Regions from separate parts of the Mus musculus genome. Here region 1 is linked to region 2. The links are chromatin contacts, called in public HiChIP or PLAC-seq maps. All regions are on one chromosome and are shown on one strand. The core of a region is the stretch at or near the end of the contact, and the rest is flanking DNA. Distances in the headings are between cores, read along the strand shown.

Region 1 (4,959 bases), core at 1,459-3,958, 280 kb before region 2:
ACTTATGGCCTGCAGACCAATTAATCCAAAAGTGGGCAGCTGTGAATGGGGAGCCCAAGAATCGAGGAGTTGCTCAGTCCCATGAGGTTAGGTGTTTCAGTTGGTCTCTGCATAAGCTGTTGTCCTGAAGAAGTAGGTTCCAACTGATGTGCTGTCAAGTAAGAGCAAGCAGGCAATGAAGAATGAACACTTCCTTCTTCCATTGTCCTTATGTAGGCCTCCAGCAGAAGGGATGGCCCAGATTGAAGGTGTGTACCACCATACCCGTATCTAAGGTGTTCTTTAGTTGGAATTTGCTGTCCCAGGTTGGCCTTGAACTAAGAGATCTGCTCATCTGCTGGGATTGAAGGTGTATATTACCTTTCATGGGCCTAAACTTTTCATGACCACTATGCTTCAAGATCCAGGTCAAAAAACCTGTGCTATCCCACGTCAAGATCTGGATCAAAAGCCTGTGTCTTCAAGCCTCAAGATCTGGATTCCAGGTGTGCCCTCCACTTCTGGATTGTAGTTCATTCCAGATAAGAGTCGAGTTGGCAACTGGGAGTAGCCACCACACAAGCCATGAGGAGCAAACCATAAGCAGCACTCCTCAGTGGTCTCTGCATCAGCTCTGGCCCCCAGGTGTCTGCCCTGTTTGAGTTCATGTTCTGATTTCCTTCAATGATGGTCATATGAGTAAGAAAGCCAAACAAACCCTTTTCTCCCCCAAGTTGCTTTGATCATGATGTTTCATCACAGCAGTAGTCATACTGGACACTGAGTAAATTATTTCAACTTCCTCACGAGTTTCCCCATCTGCAACGTCTTCCTTGTAAGGTGGTCATAGAGAGCACATACTTTAGACCATCAGACATGTATCTGAGCCACAGATGGACCATCAGACATGTATCTGAGCCACAGATGGACCATCAGACATGTGTTCAGGCCACAGGTGCTGCTTTGAGTGAGGAAGCTGCTGAATGACAATGTTAGATCTCCAGAAGGGAAACTGAGGCAGAAGTAAAAGAGGATGCAGTTGAGAATGGGGATAGAGAGGGAGATGGAGATGAGGATAGAGAAGATGGGGACAGAGATGGAGTTGGTGAAGATAGAGGAAATGGAGATGGGACGAGATGGAAGAGATGGAGATTGGATGAAGATATAGATGAGACAGGAGGAAGAGAGAGGGATGGGAGTGGAGGATACACACACAGAGCCCTGTTTGGCCACATCCATAAACAAGAAGAGCTCCTTGTCACTCCCACCCTGCTGACTCTAATCCACTGCCTCCCTCCAGACTGTGCCCAGGATCCAGAGCCTCTTCCAGGGCTCCACTCACTGTCTGCTACACACTGAGGGACAATACTGGGAGTTAAGTCACTACCATCTTGTACTAGAAGAAAATGGATATTGGCAAGGGCTCTGTATTTGGACAAGGAAAAACGAGCCACGTACAACAAAACAAAACAACACAAAACAAAACAAACCATCTAGCCCAGCAGTGGTGCAGTCAGCTGAGCCTGATGCTCTAGTTTGTTGGCAGGAGACTTAGGGACATGGAGATGGATGGAGGGCTGAGGGGGTGAGATGGGGATGGAGGGGGTGAGATGGAGGACAAAGGGGGTGAGATGGAGGAGGCAGGGGGTGAGATGGAAGACAGAGGTGGTGATATGGAGGAGTCAGGGGATGAGATAGAGGAAGGAGGGGGTGAGATGGAGGAGGCAGGGGGTGAGATGGAGGACAAAGTGGGTGAGATGGAGGAGGCAGGGGGTGAGATAGAGGACGGAGGGGGTGAGATGGAGGAGGCAGGGGGTGAGATGGGGATGGAGGGGGGTGAGATGGAGGACAAAGGGGGTGAGATAGAGGAGGCAGGGGGTGAGATAGAGGACAGAGGTGGTGATATGGAGGAGTCAGGGGATGAGATAGAGGACGGAGGGGGTGAGATGGAGGAGGCAGGGGGTGAGATGGAGGACAAAGTGGGTGAGATGGAGGAGGCAGGGGGTGAGATGGGGATGGAAAGGGTGAGATGGAGGACAAAGGGGGTGAGATGGAGGAGGTAGGGGATGAGATGGGGATGGAGGAGGTGAGATGGAGGACAAACGGGGTTGGATGGAGGATGGAGAGGGTGAAATGGAGGAGGCAGGGGGTGAGATGGAAGCAGAGTGGCTATGGAATGAGAATAGAGAAGCTAGGGACAGAGGTGGAGATTGAGGAATGAAGGTAGGAAGGAGGATAGAGGAGATCAGGATGGAGATAGAGAAGATTTGGGACGGAGAAGGGATGAAAATGGAGCTGGCTGGTGTATCATCAAGAAAGGACAAAGTGCTAGTTCTGAGTGTCTGTACAAGGGAGGCAGATCTCAAGCCTGTGGAGGGCTTGCCATTGCGTGCTGTCTCTCCAGTTTTGGTTCCAAAGAAGTGAAACAAAAGGAGGCACCATGGTGGCTATATCACTTATTTATTTCTCATTATTGTCACAAAATACATTACAAACGCAGCCCAGTGAAAAGAGGGTTTCCCTTGGCTCACAGTTTAGGCATGGTGGCAGGACCAAGAGGCAGCTGGTCACATCCATCTACAGTTAGGAAGCACACACACACACACACACACACACACACACACACACACACGAACAGATGGATGCGCATGCTCAGCTCAGGCTTTTACTTAGTCTGGGCAACCCCACTTCAATTTACCCGATTTAGATAATCCTTCAGAGGCATGTGCAGAATTTATCTGCTAGGTGACTCAAGATCCTGTCAAGTTGATAATATTAATCATTACAGTGGCCCAGGTTATCTGTCTGATGAAGAGAAGCAAGAGGGAGGAGGGGAAGGGTACAGACTGAAACACCCATATAATGAAGGGAAACGGTCCTCTCAGCTGTGTGTGTGTGTGTGTGTGTGTGTCCTCTGATGTTGCTGTCTCCAGGCTGGGCCCTGATGGACCACTTCCTGCCTGTGGCCCTGTTGGCCCTGTTGGTGTTTAAGGAAGAATGTAATTAAAGAGGGCTACTGGGTAACTTAAGCTTTAATTGCTGTGTTTATGCCTCCCTGAGCATAAGGAACCAGGCCTCCTCCCTTGGCTATGCCCAAGGCTGGCTCCACCTCTGGAGGAACACAAATGCCTTCCCTGAGTGGTGCACACCACACATGCCTGATTTAGTACAGTTAGGTTCTTCACAATAGAAGCATCTGTTAACTATAGAATTCAAACCTAAGGACATTTTATGTTCGTGAGATGAAAAGCCAGCCAGCCCTTTGTGGGGCCACAAGGCCTGCAACCTGGGGGCCATGCTATAGTGAGAAGCACAGGGACCTCGTATGCAGCTGGGCTCATTTGGCTTTAGGTTTGTTTCACCTCCTTGGCTGTTTCCTGAGGGGTACAGATAGCACCTCCCTTGAAGATTCTGACAAGAATTAGAGCTAATGTGAGCAGCACACACACACACACACACACACACACACACACACACACCCCTATGGTTTGACTCAACCTGTGAGTTAGCATGTTCTCATCGAGGGCCTACTATTTGCTAGTGCTGGAGTCAGCGACTAGAGCGTAAGCATTTTCTAAAGAGTTTCAACTTTGAGAAAAGAAAGGCAACAGAGAGGCAGCCAGCTGCGCTGTGTTGACCTCATGGTGGTCACTTAAACCCAGAGTTCCCACTGCCATTGTAGAGGTAGTGATTCCTCCTATCTCGAGTTACTGTGGGGGACCTTAGAGCCTGGCAGCACATAATAGGAACTTGCTGAGATTAGTTCTATTTCTGAGCACAGTAGGATTTCTCACTCAGCCCCTGATCGAAGACCTCGTAATGAGGTATCTAAAATACATTCACTTATACCGAATCCGACGACCTAAGAGGGCAGATTCTTCTATGTATGGTGTCTGATGGTGAGCGTCAGGAAGGATTGAGGGGGTTAGCAAAGTCAACTACCTTAGGCCATAAGTAATAAAGCAGAATCAATGTCAATGTCTGGGAGCACTGCCTGCCAAGATTCTGAAGTACACTGAAATATAGATATCTCAGGGATCAAAGGTAAAAGTGTCAGCCTGGTAAGGCTAAGATGTCCATGTCTTAAACCTGGAGCCTATAAATGGTTGGCTGTGTGGCAATGGGAAATTAAGGGTTAACAATTAAAAATAAGACGATCCAGATGCACCTGCTGTCATCCTAACGTTCCTGAAATGGAGTAGCAGAACCAGAGCCTAAGCTAGAAGAAAGGCGTGTGAAAGGAGGGCTTGCCTTGCCGGCCATATTGGTACTGAAGATAGAGGTGGGGCGGCAGACGCAGGATGGAGATGGCCTCTGGGTGCTGGCACCTATGGTCCAGAAGAAGGGAGCTGCCACCTTGATGGTGAGAGCCACTCTGGTCTTCAGACCAGAATCATAAGACAATGGCCTGTGTGGGTGTTTTGGTTGGGAACCATAAATTGGTGGCAGTTAGTCACAGGAAGCAGTAGGAAACTCATGTCCCCTTTTCCTATTTGGATTCATGTCACTAGATGTGGGTGACTCCTGTGTCCATACCTGGCCTGAGGGTCTAGTGTGGCTTGTGGACTGTCTCCCTGTCTCCCCATCTTTTCTATTTTTCCTTGTTCACAATCGGGCACTCAGATAGCTATTGAGAAAGATCTCTGCTCATCAGGAACACTCAGAAGTCTATGAAATACAGTCCGATGCCCAAAGGATCCTATGGGTCTGGGACCTCTGACAATGGCCTACGAGGCTCCTCTCTGAACCCCAGGAACAGAAAATGACTGTGAAAGGAGCCTTCCTACCAGAATAGGATGCCCCTCCCATAACAAACCCAGATAGGAACACCCTGGACACAGCCACACCTCCTCCAGGAAAGCAAGATCCAGGCAAGGCCAAGTGCTTGGAGCCATACCACATGCACTCTTTCTGACCTGGTCTCCTTCAGGTGGCATAAAGGATTTAGTCATGATAAACCATGTTCAAAATAAAAAAAAA
Region 2 (4,448 bases), core at 678-3,177:
AAGTTTGTTCTGAGCAAATGAAAATCTTTTGAATACAATACATTTTTTAAATCTCACACAGGGCTAGGAATGTAGCTTAGTTGGTAGAGTGCTTATTTAGTGTACAGCTGTAATCCCAGCACTTGGGATGTGGAGGCAGGAGGATCATAAGTTCAAAGATATCCTCAGCCACGTAGCAAGTTCTGACCCCCACCCCCCACTCTCACCCCTGAAACAGCAAGCAGGATAAGAGAATCTTTATTGGCAGAATCCAAAGTAGACTACTTGCCAACTGAATCCATGATATATCAATTTCATTGTATATATTAAGTAAAATTGTACTGGACATTGGTTACTTCTTACTGTGGTTATTCCACACTCATACTGAAGATAGTGTGTAACATTATATTCATTAGAAGAGACACTTAACTAGCTTGTCCATGTATGTGTCTAAGTTTGAACATTGTATATTAAGTTCCAGGAGAGAAAAATGTTCCTTTTGAAACAAATGTAACAACTATTAATCTAAAACAATGACCTCTTTAGCCTAACTTCTTTTTTTTTGTTTGTTTGTTTTTTTTTAAAGATTTATTTATTATATGTAAGTACACTGTAGCTGTCTTCAGACACTCCAGAAGAGGGAGTCAGATCTTGTTACAGATGGTTGTGAGCCACCATGTGGTTGCTGGGATTTGAACTTCAGACTTTCAGAAGAGCAGTCGGGTGCTCTTACCCACTGAGCCATCTCACCAGCCCTTAGCCTAACTTCTTAACTCTGACCAAACTATCTATCTGTCTGCCTATCTCTGTTAAGATTTACTGGGAAAAAGTACAAAGCTGAGGCTCCTGCCCCCTTTCTAATTTACAAATTATCTAAACAACATGTATTTAGGGTTTCAAGTATTTATTATTCATTTTGTAACTCAGACACACTACACAATACTCATGACTTCAGGATAGCAAAGGATGTAATTTCCAAATAGATTATTTGATCTTGAAACAACTTGTTGTCACTCAGAAAAAAATGAAGTTGAATTATATTTTAACCCACAATAAATCAGAGTTAAACATGAAGAAAACAAAACAAACAATAGTCCTACCAAATGCTTGTGGAGTGAAAAGAACCAATAATGCTACAAAACCTGGAAGTCAAAAACGACGGATAAATCTGGTAACCAAACAGACTGGCATGAGGGGAAGGGTACACAGTCAAAGATGAACAGAGAACTTGAAAGACTGCAAAGGGTCAGAGACACTTCCAAGAAAAGGAAGTGAGAATGACCGAAACCATGCTCAACTCCCAAAGCAACAACAACGCACTGCATTAACTACAAAGACCATAGGTGGGAACCTACAGACAGACTCACATTTTGTACTCACACATAAAGGTAAACCACTACACTATTGATTCTGATAAACAACCTAATTGCTAATCAATGGAGGACTGTTTGAAAAGTTCAACATGATCAACAAAGCTGTGGTCCTCAAGAGAACAAAGCAGAACATATGCTGGGGTGGGGGCGTAGAGAAAGGAAGACACAACACGCGTGTACATGTGTTTGTTACTGCTTGAAATATCTGGGTAGTATTTCTTTAAATGACACCAAATTGACATCCATATGACCTTCAAAACGAACAGGTTGAATTATATTATTCTGGTTACTCTATTCTAGAATCAAGTGAATTTACTCTCCTTACTTAAAGGCTAGGCTTAAAAGTTGACAGACTCTCTCTTTTAGCTAATAGATTAGGTACATGACAGATATAAGGGCCGTGACCTTTTCTAATTAATTTTATGTCAATCAAAAAACAAAAGGCTAGTTATATGGGGTGTTCCTGATGAGCTGAGTGTGTATCCCAATTTACCTCAGACCAGGTACAGACAGGACAGTGAGTAGCTCTATCCAGCCACCCAGCACACACAGACTGACCTCTGAGAAAGTCAACAGATGACAGTTTTCTTACAGGACCTACCTGTTCTTACTAAAGCTTGCATAAAGACTCCTCACCTTGGAAGAGTCCCAAAGTATAGCACACACTGGAATGATGGCCAGCTCAGTGGAGAGAGCTGTCCCTGCATGTGCAAGGCCCTAGGGTTGATCCCAAGCATGGCCAAGTATTTCCATGCACCATCTCCTGAGAGAAAAAGAACAGAGTAGGAAAGGAGGTTTGGGCCAAAATAAGGACTTCTGTTAGCAAGTTTGTAATTCCCATGAGAGCATTTAAACTCTTAACTGGGCAGGTCTAATGTGTAAGTAAGGTGTAAAGAGAAGATGAGGGAGATACAGCAGCAACAGTACCACATCTACATCTACCTCATGATACCTACAGAAGAGTTTACAAAGCTCTTGGGGGTGTGCAGTCTGAGAATGAAACTGCTTTTTAGTTTTCTGCTTATTCCTTAACTGATATAAAGGGGCAAAAAAAAAAAAAAAAAGAAAAACAAACAAACCCATATAGAGCTAATAATGGTAATAAAAAATTAAGAGCAGCAATAGCAGCTGACATAGCATGCTAGGAACCGAGTACTGTTTTAAGTACTAGTATTTACAAAAAAGGAACATATGATTTATGATATTGAAATCTACAAAATGTATATGTCTTTTATAATCTTTATGAAAAAGAAGCCAATGTCTTTAATGCTTTATTAGTGTGAGAGCCCAAGTCAAACTGAATGCATTTTCTAACTTCCTATGTAGGTTACTTTAACTATTTTCCCTTCTGTAGTTGTGAGAATTCAATTAGACTCTGAGCAAATCTTACAATCCAGATTCTAGGAGGCAGACCTGCCAAGAATAAAAGTTCTTGTTGAACTCAGATGCAGATGGCAATCAGCATAAACCTCACAGGTTCTCTGTGAAGACATGGCTGGAAAAGCTAACATGAGAACTAGGACTCCCCACCCCTCAACAATACTAACACCAATATCTGAAAGCCATGCCCACACCAGCACCTGCTTCCTCACCAATGTACAACAATACTGATTAATCCTCAGAAGATGGACATTCTGAGTGGCGTTGACAGCACACAGAAACAGTACGTCCTGTGCCACCGTGTGAACAGTGCTTGTGGACCAAAGCCCTGTCTAATCACATGCTTTGCTTATGTTCCGACGACCTTCATCAGCCTCCTTAAGAATGATTGACTGGCTACAGATTAAAGACTTTCTATGAGGTGTCAATCTACCTACTTGAAAAATTAGGTGAAAATCAGTAAACTATTTGAAGCATGTTTTTTCTTTGTCTACTTGATGCATTAAAAAAAGCCCATCTAGATATTTAAGACTATATCTTATAACACTGATGTCAATCTTTTTTTTTAAAGTTACACAAGTAGAAAGTGCATTTCTTTCTTTCTTTCTCTCTTTCTTTCTTCCTTTTTGGTTTTGTGTATGTGTGTGTGTGTGTGTGTGTGTGTGTGTGTGTGTGTGTGTTTGAGACAGGGTTTCTCTGTGTAGCCCTGGCTGTCCTGGAACTCAGAAATCTACCTGCCCAAGTGCTGGGATTAAAGATGTGTGCTACTACTGCCCGGCAAAAGTGCATTTCAACAAGGCAAAGAAAGCAAAATGTTTTATAAAAAGTGAAAGTCCTAACCCACTCTCCCCTTCCGGGAGAGTCCTTGTCTATCTAGAATTATGTGGATGTTTTAACATTCAAAGTATTTCAGAAGAATTGAGGAGCTAGAAGTGTTGTTTATATGTAGATTTTTTAAACTACAGCAAAAATGTACTAAATTTCTTCTGTCATTAACACTGCTAAGCTATTTAAAAACACGGGAAGTTAGGTACCTCTTTGTGTGTGTGTGCTCCATGGACCATGGTTTAGAAAAAGAAAAACTTCCTGACTTCAAAGTCCTACAACTGGGTTGGAGACATGTTCGGTGGTACAGAGTTACCTAGCATGTACATAACCCTGAGTTAGATGGGGAGGAGGAGGAGAACAATTTTTGGAAACGTGCTACTTGAGAACTGTGCCAATGCTTCCTTTGTAAAGTGACTAGTTTCCCATGATACACCAGTCCCTAGTTTATTTTACATGCTAAGTGTATTAAAGTGAAATACAGCTATGCAAAGCTTTCTAGTTTGTTGAATACAATTTCACAGGCACTATCATAATCAATGTACAAGCTACTGTGGATCTTTGGAAATTCTAAGTCTGAGCTGAGGATATTGCACAAAAACGCTGTCAGCAATAAGAGCTGTTCAGCCATGACCACTAGGGTTCGTTTCTAAGAATGGGAGCAGATGGATCTAGGGTGGCCTGCATACACAAACCATAAATGCTAACTCAACACTTCCACACTTTAAGCTTCCAGAGCAATGGTTTATGGTTTATTTATTGACACTGAGTATAGAACCCAGAGCCTTTCACATAGCAGACTACCACTGAGCTTTAAAAATTTATTTCTGAAGGTTGTTTTTGGTATGTGTAAACAACCAGCATGCAGTATATCCATGAACATTAACAGCT

What was found. HiChIP or PLAC-seq counts read pairs in DNA pulled down with a chosen protein or histone mark.
Region 1: an H3K4me3 HiChIP or PLAC-seq map of the SCID.adh cell line shows a contact between it and region 2, with 9 read pairs. The contact joins two enhancer-like sites. A contact is called at or near these places in 2 of 115 datasets of contacts at active chromatin or transcription factors (the 230-238 cell line and the SCID.adh cell line) and 1 of 9 other capture datasets (adipose tissue).

The regions. Positions count from the first base shown.
Region 1 is chr10:42,172,085-42,177,043 of GRCm38.p6, reverse strand. No RefSeq gene overlaps it. Among named protein-coding and RNA genes, the nearest start is that of Gm40630, 93 kb to the right of the region's middle. Within about 2 kb of position 2,708, at least 18 of the 459 cell types and tissues checked have an H3K27ac peak or open chromatin away from gene starts, as enhancers often do. A contact at or near this core is called in the SCID.adh cell line, where this site is marked.
Region 2 is chr10:41,888,325-41,892,772 of GRCm38.p6, reverse strand. All of the region lies in intron 1 of Sesn1 (sestrin 1), which reads right to left. Among named protein-coding and RNA genes, the nearest start is that of Gm33058, 68 kb to the left of the region's middle. Within about 2 kb of position 1,927, at least 10 of the 459 cell types and tissues checked have an H3K27ac peak or open chromatin away from gene starts, as enhancers often do. A contact at or near this core is called in the SCID.adh cell line, where this site is marked.